2 separate regions of the Rattus norvegicus genome follow, and region 1 is linked to region 2. Evidence: chromatin contacts called from public Hi-C data. All regions are on one chromosome and are shown on one strand. The core of a region is the stretch at or near the end of the contact, and the rest is flanking DNA. Distances in the headings are between cores, read along the strand shown.

The links. Hi-C and Micro-C count contacts between places; a contact is called where the count stands out from the background.
Region 1: a Hi-C map of liver shows a contact between it and region 2, with 2.9 times the contacts expected there. The contact joins the enhancer-like site here to the promoter of Inpp4a in region 2. A contact is called at or near these places in 4 of 12 Hi-C or Micro-C datasets (Schwann cells, frontal cortex, liver and 1 more) and 1 of 1 datasets of contacts at active chromatin or transcription factors (oligodendrocytes).

Annotation. Positions count from the first base shown.
Region 1 is chr9:47,083,976-47,087,827 of GRCr8, reverse strand. Inpp4a (inositol polyphosphate-4-phosphatase type I A) reads right to left here. Exons shown (of 26, transcript NM_031002.4): 2 at 1,160-1,221; 3 at 150-357. The coding sequence starts at 255. Among named protein-coding and RNA genes, the nearest start is that of Inpp4a, 61 kb to the right of the region's middle. Within about 2 kb of position 1,782, at least 9 of the 93 cell types and tissues checked have an H3K27ac peak or open chromatin away from gene starts, as enhancers often do. A contact at or near this core is called in Schwann cells and liver, where this site is marked.
Region 2 is chr9:47,022,787-47,026,374 of GRCr8, reverse strand. Inpp4a (inositol polyphosphate-4-phosphatase type I A) reads right to left here and starts at 1,883. Exons shown (of 26, transcript NM_031002.4): 1 at 1,765-1,883.

The DNA of each region.
Region 1 (3,852 bases), core at 533-3,032, 62 kb before region 2:
CTGAGTCCTAGTTCAACCAGAAGGGTCCACGCCAGGACACCTCTCAAAGGCTTGGTTGCTCTCTCCTGGCCCTTCCAACACTGTTACAGCAGGGGGCCTGCATGCTTCATGTTCATGACCAGATGCCTAGCATAGTGGGGGAGACTCACCTGCCAGAGAGAGGCCCACCATGTCGGCTGTCACGTCAATGGTGGAAGCCCGCTGCATCGCACGGGCCCTGGCACCATGGCGAGGGCTGTGCTCTCTTGCTGTCATGATGTCATTGGTGAGGGTATGCTTCTTGTTCCTTGGTCACCTCACCTGATTCCCCAAAGCAGAGCCGTCTCCAGGCCCTGGATCCCTACAATGGCAGTATCCCTGAGACATGGGAGCAAACACTAGTGAGAGTCTAGAGGCTGATGATGGAGAGACGGTTCCTGTGGAAAGAGAGCAGGACCTAACCCTGTCGAGATGCTAAGAGCAGTGTCTCGTGACAGGTGGAATCTGGCTAGGATGTCTGACACCTTCTCCTATCTTCCTCTTCCCCGCCCTCTACACGATGTACCCGAGGATGCGCTTCTACCAAAACAGGCTGCAAAACAAGACAGCCTAACTGTAGTCATAGAGTGATGCATTCATGCGTTTCTTACTGCTCTCGAGCTCTCTTCTATTGGCAAGTCTCACAGAATCTTCCATCAATCCCACAGCACAACCTCTGCTAGAAGGACAGAGACTCTGTGAAGATCTCTGCTGTCCAGAGCAACAGACAAAGCTTGAAGCCTCAGCCTGATTTTTACTCCCTTCAGCTACCAAGTTCCGTTGTGTTTTAGTCTCAAGCTTTCTCCACAGTGTCAGGTGACAATCTACCCTTAACCACCAGGGAGCAGCATGCTGGGGATGGAAGGAGCTGTGACAGAAAGCCCCGCAGCTGAGTGTGAATGATGCTGGCCCAGCTTAGTGCAGACCTCCCACTTTGCTTCAGGTTCAACAGCAAGAAGGGACTTTCAGGTTTATCCGACCCCGTGTACCACAGAAGGGAACATCCTTCACAAGTTAGGATGGCTAACAGAGCCTTGTTAAGAGAACCCTCTCAGAAGTGCCCATAGACCCAAACACACCACCTCCTGCTCACACCTTTAGACCCGGGCTACCGCTCAAGTCTGTTTGACAAGTGACTTACCATACATGCTTGCCGTTGGACTACATGGCATTGCGTCACGGAAGGACAAACAGATCCATCATCTAGAGACAGAAAAGAACAACCTGATGAGCTCACCAATATCAAGTTCCCCAGAGCATGACAGTCAACAGTTACTCCTCTAACTTCTCACTCCGAAGATTGAGAGAGGAAGATGCGCATTCCCTTACACGCCAAGGGGTATCTGCCAGGGAGTCTGGGCCTGCCCCAAGATCCAAGCAGGAAATGTGGTTTGGAGAAAATGAGAGAAGCTGGGTCCTGGCTTGCCCACTCACACAGCACAGACCCCAGGAGGGCTGGAGTGCGGCTCTGAGACTCTGCTCTTGGTTGTCTGAGAGGCTGGCTGCACTGCTCTCACAGTGAGAGCCAAATGCATGTTAGTGAGAGCGGGCTCAGTGCGCTCCACTGGGCCCCCGCCTGCCATCACTACAGGCTGAGCAGGTTCCTCCCTGCAAAATGGAACACTCAGGCCAGGGAGCCATGAGCTGTTAGGGCAAGACTCGGGGCCCAGCCCACCAACTTGGTGAGAGTGAGCAGGAGAGCACAGCAGGGCAGTGCACTCAGACCTTGAACTGATCATGTCCTTCTGCAGGCTGTGCTCCTAACTTTCCCACTTGGGTCAGCCAAAGATTTCTGACCTATGAGCCTCAGACTCATAGACTGGTTGGGGAGCCACTCTAGAAACTGCTGAAAGGAAGAAGTTACTCAGTGCTGTTATCCAAGAATTTGCAAGGCAAATATTGAAACTTAGAAAGCTCGGACTACCTCAGTGGCTGGTCATGTCACAAAGAGTCTCAGCCGAGGAATTATCTAGCTCATGTTGGTCTGTGGCAAGCAGTCCTGCCGGCTAGCTGACCCAGCCCACTGTGGGCAGTGTAATGTCTCACACCTCCCACTGGCGGGTCCTGAGCTGCTTACAAGTGAAGCCAGCTGCTGAGAAAGCAGTCCCTGAGCATGGACGCACGTGTTTCTCTCTGCTCTTGCCAGTGGGTGTGATGCAGCCAGCAGACTGCCTGAGCTCTTGCTTTGACTATCCCCACCCCAGCCTACAGGGTGATGACTTTTGAACTGTAAGGCAAGGAAACCCTTTCTTCCCTAAGTTGCTTCTTGTCAGTGCATGTGTCACAGTAGCAGGACAAAGCTAGGACAACTCCTGAAATCTGTGACAGACGCAGTAGGAGTGGACCAAGCTCCTGGGTGATACAAACATCAAGGGAAGGAGTCATGAAACAGGAGTGTGTACAATATTTTATAAACCCATCAAACTCCAGCAAAGTAACACTAACTCCACCTGACCCACCTATCTGTTCTTCCAAAATATATAATGCTGGCAGACCTGGGCCCTTCTATACCATGGCAAGCAATCAAACAGGAAAAGAATCATGCACCAAAACTGCTTATTGTAAATAATGGAGACTAGAATCAATCTCAGTGCCCAGTGACAATACAGTCAGGAACACCAATGAGACGCTATAATCATTCTTTTTTTTCGGAGCTGGGGACCGAACCCAGGGCCTTGCGCTTCCTAGGCAAGCGCTCTACCACTGAGCTAAATCCCCAACCCCCGCTATAATCATTCTAAAACACCCAGACGTCATGCACAAGATCAACTGAAGCCATGAGGCTTGAAACTACCACTTAAATAGCTACAGTGATGAAGAGTGAGCCAAGAACTGGCAAGGATGTAGGAGGGTTAGAACCAGCTGTGCTGGGCTAGAGAAAGATGGTGTAGCTATGCTGGGCAGCTGTAAGTCCCTTCCCAAGTAGCACATGTGACCCATCTGAAACATGGGATACAATTAGGGACACAACATGGGAAACAGAAAGGCACATTTATATATGATATGCACACACGCACACACATACACACACTCTCTCACACACATACACCAGCGTGCATGTGTGCACAGATACGCACAGACACAGAGACACAGACACAGAGACACAGACACAGAGACACAGACACAGACACAGACACAGACACAGACACAGACACAGACACAGACACAGACACAGACACAGACACACACACACACACAGACACAGACACAGACACAGACACAGACACAGACACACACACACACACACACACACACCATGGAGATGTTTTAGAGCAGTGACAGACATTAAGAGTAGTTCAACATCTGTAAAATGTACAGAACAAAACAGATTAGTTACTGGGAAAGCAACCACACCCGGGGCAGTTGACTGGTATGAAGTACAGGCAGGCACAGGGCTCAAAATCCGTGCTGTGAAGTCAGAAAGAGATCATGTAGGGCTGGGTGTCCACTACAAAGGTGGGAGTGGCACCTGGGCTGAGGACATTCTGTCCTCAGCTGGGATGCAGGTTCCCTGGGTGAGCTTGTGAGTGACAAGCCATTGTGCCATACACAGGTAGGTGTTATGCCTTAGTAAGAAGTATCCTCGATGCTTTTTTTTTTTTTTTTTTTTGGTTCTTTTTTTCGGAGCTGGGGACTGAACCCAGGGCCTTACGCTTCCTAGGTAAGCGCTCTACCACTGAGCTAAATCCCCAGCCCCCTCGATGCTTTTAATGATGGTTCCAGGGACAGCCCAGCAAACCCTTCATCAGCTTTTCAACACCTGTTCTTTAGTCACAATTAAAAAAAAAAAAAAAACAGGACACAGCAAGAAGGCTGCAGCGAGATGGCCGCAAG
Region 2 (3,588 bases), core at 634-3,133:
ACCCCCAAGGAGTGAATACCGTCTCCCTATCATGCTCTGCCCAGAGCCTCTGCCCCCAGGACCAGTCTCTCGAACATCAATCGAACAACCTGAGATAATCCAGCTGCAGAACTGTGCCGTTTACAGTGTGGGTCGAAGCCTCCTGACACCATTAAGTAGTTGATGATGCTGAGAGCTTCTCTGGAAATGGAGCTGAGGAGGAGTTTTTCATTAAAATGCCAAACTAAGATAAAACAGCCCAGATGGAAAGTCTCCCCTCTACTCTGAGTTCTTGAGCGGCTAAGCCATAGGGTAGAGATGGAAGTTAGTGGCGAAGTTAGTGGAAGTTGGTGGAGATGGATGCTGGTCCCCAGCGCTGCCTAGTCCCTTCCTTTGGTGCATTCAGGGGCTGACTGAGAATTCTCCAGAGTAGGCAGCATCATGCATACAAAGCTCCCGTGTTACTTCCTTAAGGTGATTTTTGACAACCAATATTGATCTTTTAACAGCAATGCTACAAAGTACCCAGTTTCCAAAACAATGGAATAAACTACAATGTATAGCCTAAACTGAGTCTGCCTGAGGGTCAGGGATTACCTAAGCAGATTCTGAAAGGAAAAGTAGCCAGAGAGACCAGTTAAGGAAGGATGACAAATGCTCTCACAGTAGGAACACAGCCCTAGGTTTCTCTATATTTACCCAACATCCACTCAAGGAAGTCCAGTCTTTATGAGGACCATCCTAGTGACTTTGACTCTTTTCTATATCATGTGGACAAGAGACAGGGAACACCTCCTGGCAACACTGTCCACACGCAGCACCACCCGGGGAACACTGTGATCTCCTGACACCACCACAGGCAGACCTCCTCGAATGAGCACCAGTCCCCTTCAAAGAACCAAATTATCCAGGAGAAGCCTTTTGTCAATGTACTCCCCAAACAAGGGCCCTAGCCCAGATCCAAAGCAAAAAAATTCCCCATCTTCATCAAGCAACTAGGCTTAAGTAGGACAGCCTATAGCTAACTGTTCGCTTCCTGACACCGGCAATTGGATTTCAAAACAAACTCAGCAAATGAGGTTCTGTTGACACTTCTTACAGATGAGGGCGTTGAGAACCTGAGTTAGCAAGTGACAGAATCTTCAGGATTTACTCCCAGATCAGCCTGCTGTGTCCCCAGCCCTGTGATGTCCCTACTGTCCACAGAACCCACGGGGCACAGGAGTGAACCAAGCAGAATATCACTGCAACACCCCAATTTCCATGCCACCCCACCCCCATACCCTTGGCTCAGAGGCCCTAACTGGCAGGTGACAAATCACATTCTACTCTTAGGCAATCTCTCAACACCAAACACATTCAGAGGCAAAGATTTACAATGGCCAATACTTCCTTCTTACCCAGAGAGTCATTTTCATGAACTGACAACTCCAGCCCGGAGGAACCCACCATTATGTAATGTCAGAGGGCAGGCGACAAGGGGCAAGAGAAACCAAGGCCCATCAACGCTCCCTCCCTTCGCCCACAAAGATATAAATTTGTGTCTGACATTTTGAGTGTTTCCGTGGCCTACACATTCATGACTGGCTTTGCACAAGACGACCACAGATCCCTGCAAACCTCTCAGGCCTCAATTCGCTCACTAGGAAAGCCAGAAGAATATAAAATACATAAAGCAAAGGTGAGGGAGATCCTGTCTTGGATGATGTGCGGACAGAAAAATGCTCGAAGAGTTGGGAGGACGCAGAGTCGGTGTCTTCCACCAAGACGCATGTTTATTTTTACCCGGTGTGTTGACACCCGAGATACCGCGAGGCCTCCAGCGTTGGATGCCTGTGGGATCCAGTAGAGATGCTGCCGGCAGGCTCGATGTAGAGCATCACAGAGCTCCCCGAGAAGCCCGCGGCAAGGGGACCGCAAGTCTAAGACCGCGCTCCAAAGACGCGGCCAGAGAACCGCTAGGCTGTGCCACTGCCATGACAACCGCCGGCGCCACCCGGCCAAATCCCCAGTGTATCCAGCTCCCAGCCACCCAGCTGGCTCTGCTAAGCCCGGCACCACTGGACCTAGCACGGCCCAGCTCGGCCCACCTACCTGGCGCGCCCTGGCCCGGACACTTGCTCAGTCCCAGCCTCCGTCCTCCGGGCCGCGCACCCTGGCCTCCGCCCCGCCGGCTGCTGCCCAGTCCTGAAGACTGGACGGGACTTGTTTTCTGGCCGGCTCGCTCCGGCCAGTGGCGTCCACCCCAGACCCGAACCCGCCGTTCCCTGGCAGCCCGAATCCTGCCACCACCTTCTCTCAGAACACGGCACACAGCCCCGCCCCGGTTCCGCCCCCTCACCGCGCATGCGCGCCCCACTCCCTGACTGACGCCCTGCCCCCTCCTCGCTGGCTCCGCCCTTGGGAGGCCGCTCCTCCCATAAGGTCCCACCCCTCTCCTGTGATGTCACCCAGGAGTGGGAGGTTTTTCCACCTTCACAAGCCCTGAGGCTCCTGCCCAGGGAACAAGTGATTCCAGAAAGGCAGTGGAGGTCAGAAGTGCAGGTGTAGCTAATCCATCACTCAGTAGGCATGGCCGTCAACGCGCTGCAATCGTTTGAACACACTTGCTTCCAGACCTGTACTACCCAAGAAAAAACGGTCCTTAACACTTCCTCCACAAAATTCTATTTTCCTGTAGGGAGGAAGACCAGTCAGAACTTTCAGGAGATACGTTTGTTTAATTTTATTGTATTATTTGTTTATTTCCATTGAGACAGGGTCTCCCTGCCTCTGATGTTTGTGTGTTAACTCTGCTGAAACAACATTTCTACCTGAGGAAGGGAAACTTAACTGTACTAAACAAAAACACCTTTCAGCTTTTTCATCCATCATTTGTCTTCTTTGTTGTTGTTGTTGTTGCTTGTTCTGTTCTGTCTTGATTTGGTTTAGGGGGGATTGTCTTTTGCTTTTGTTTTTGTTTTTTTTTTTTTTTTTTTTTTGAACAGGGTCACCAACTCACTAGGTAGCTGAGGCTGCCTATCTCTTGCAATCTCTTCATGATCCTGCCACTGTGCCCTAAAGATAACAGGTACACACCGCCACACCCACTTTTATCTTCTAAAGAGTAACTTATTACCAAATGCTTTTATTTCAGATGAGCGGGAGAAAATATTGACTGAACCTTAACCCTAAGACCAAACACCAAGAAACTCAAACACGCTTGTAAAAATTAAAAATATCGTCCTATTTTTTTTTCTAAAATTCAAGTGACTTCAGTATAGCTGATTTTCTTCTGGTAACATTATTAACAGAAACCCCCCTTTCACTCTCAAAAGCATTCCACAATCAGATAATAAATTTTATGGCCGGAGTCCTAATTTGCTTTCTGTTCTCCTGAGGTAAACCACTGGCCAGAAACAACTTGGGTAGGAAAAGGTTTATTTGGCTTACAGGTTACAAGTCGATTGTCAGGCAGGAAAAAACCTAGAGGCAGGAACTGAAGCAAACGCCAGGAGCTGAAAGTCTTCACAGCCTGCTTAGCCTGCTACTTATAGAATTCAGGACCAGCTGCCTGGGGTGGCACCACCTACAGTAGATCTTGTCCTCCTGAATCAACCATTAAGAAAA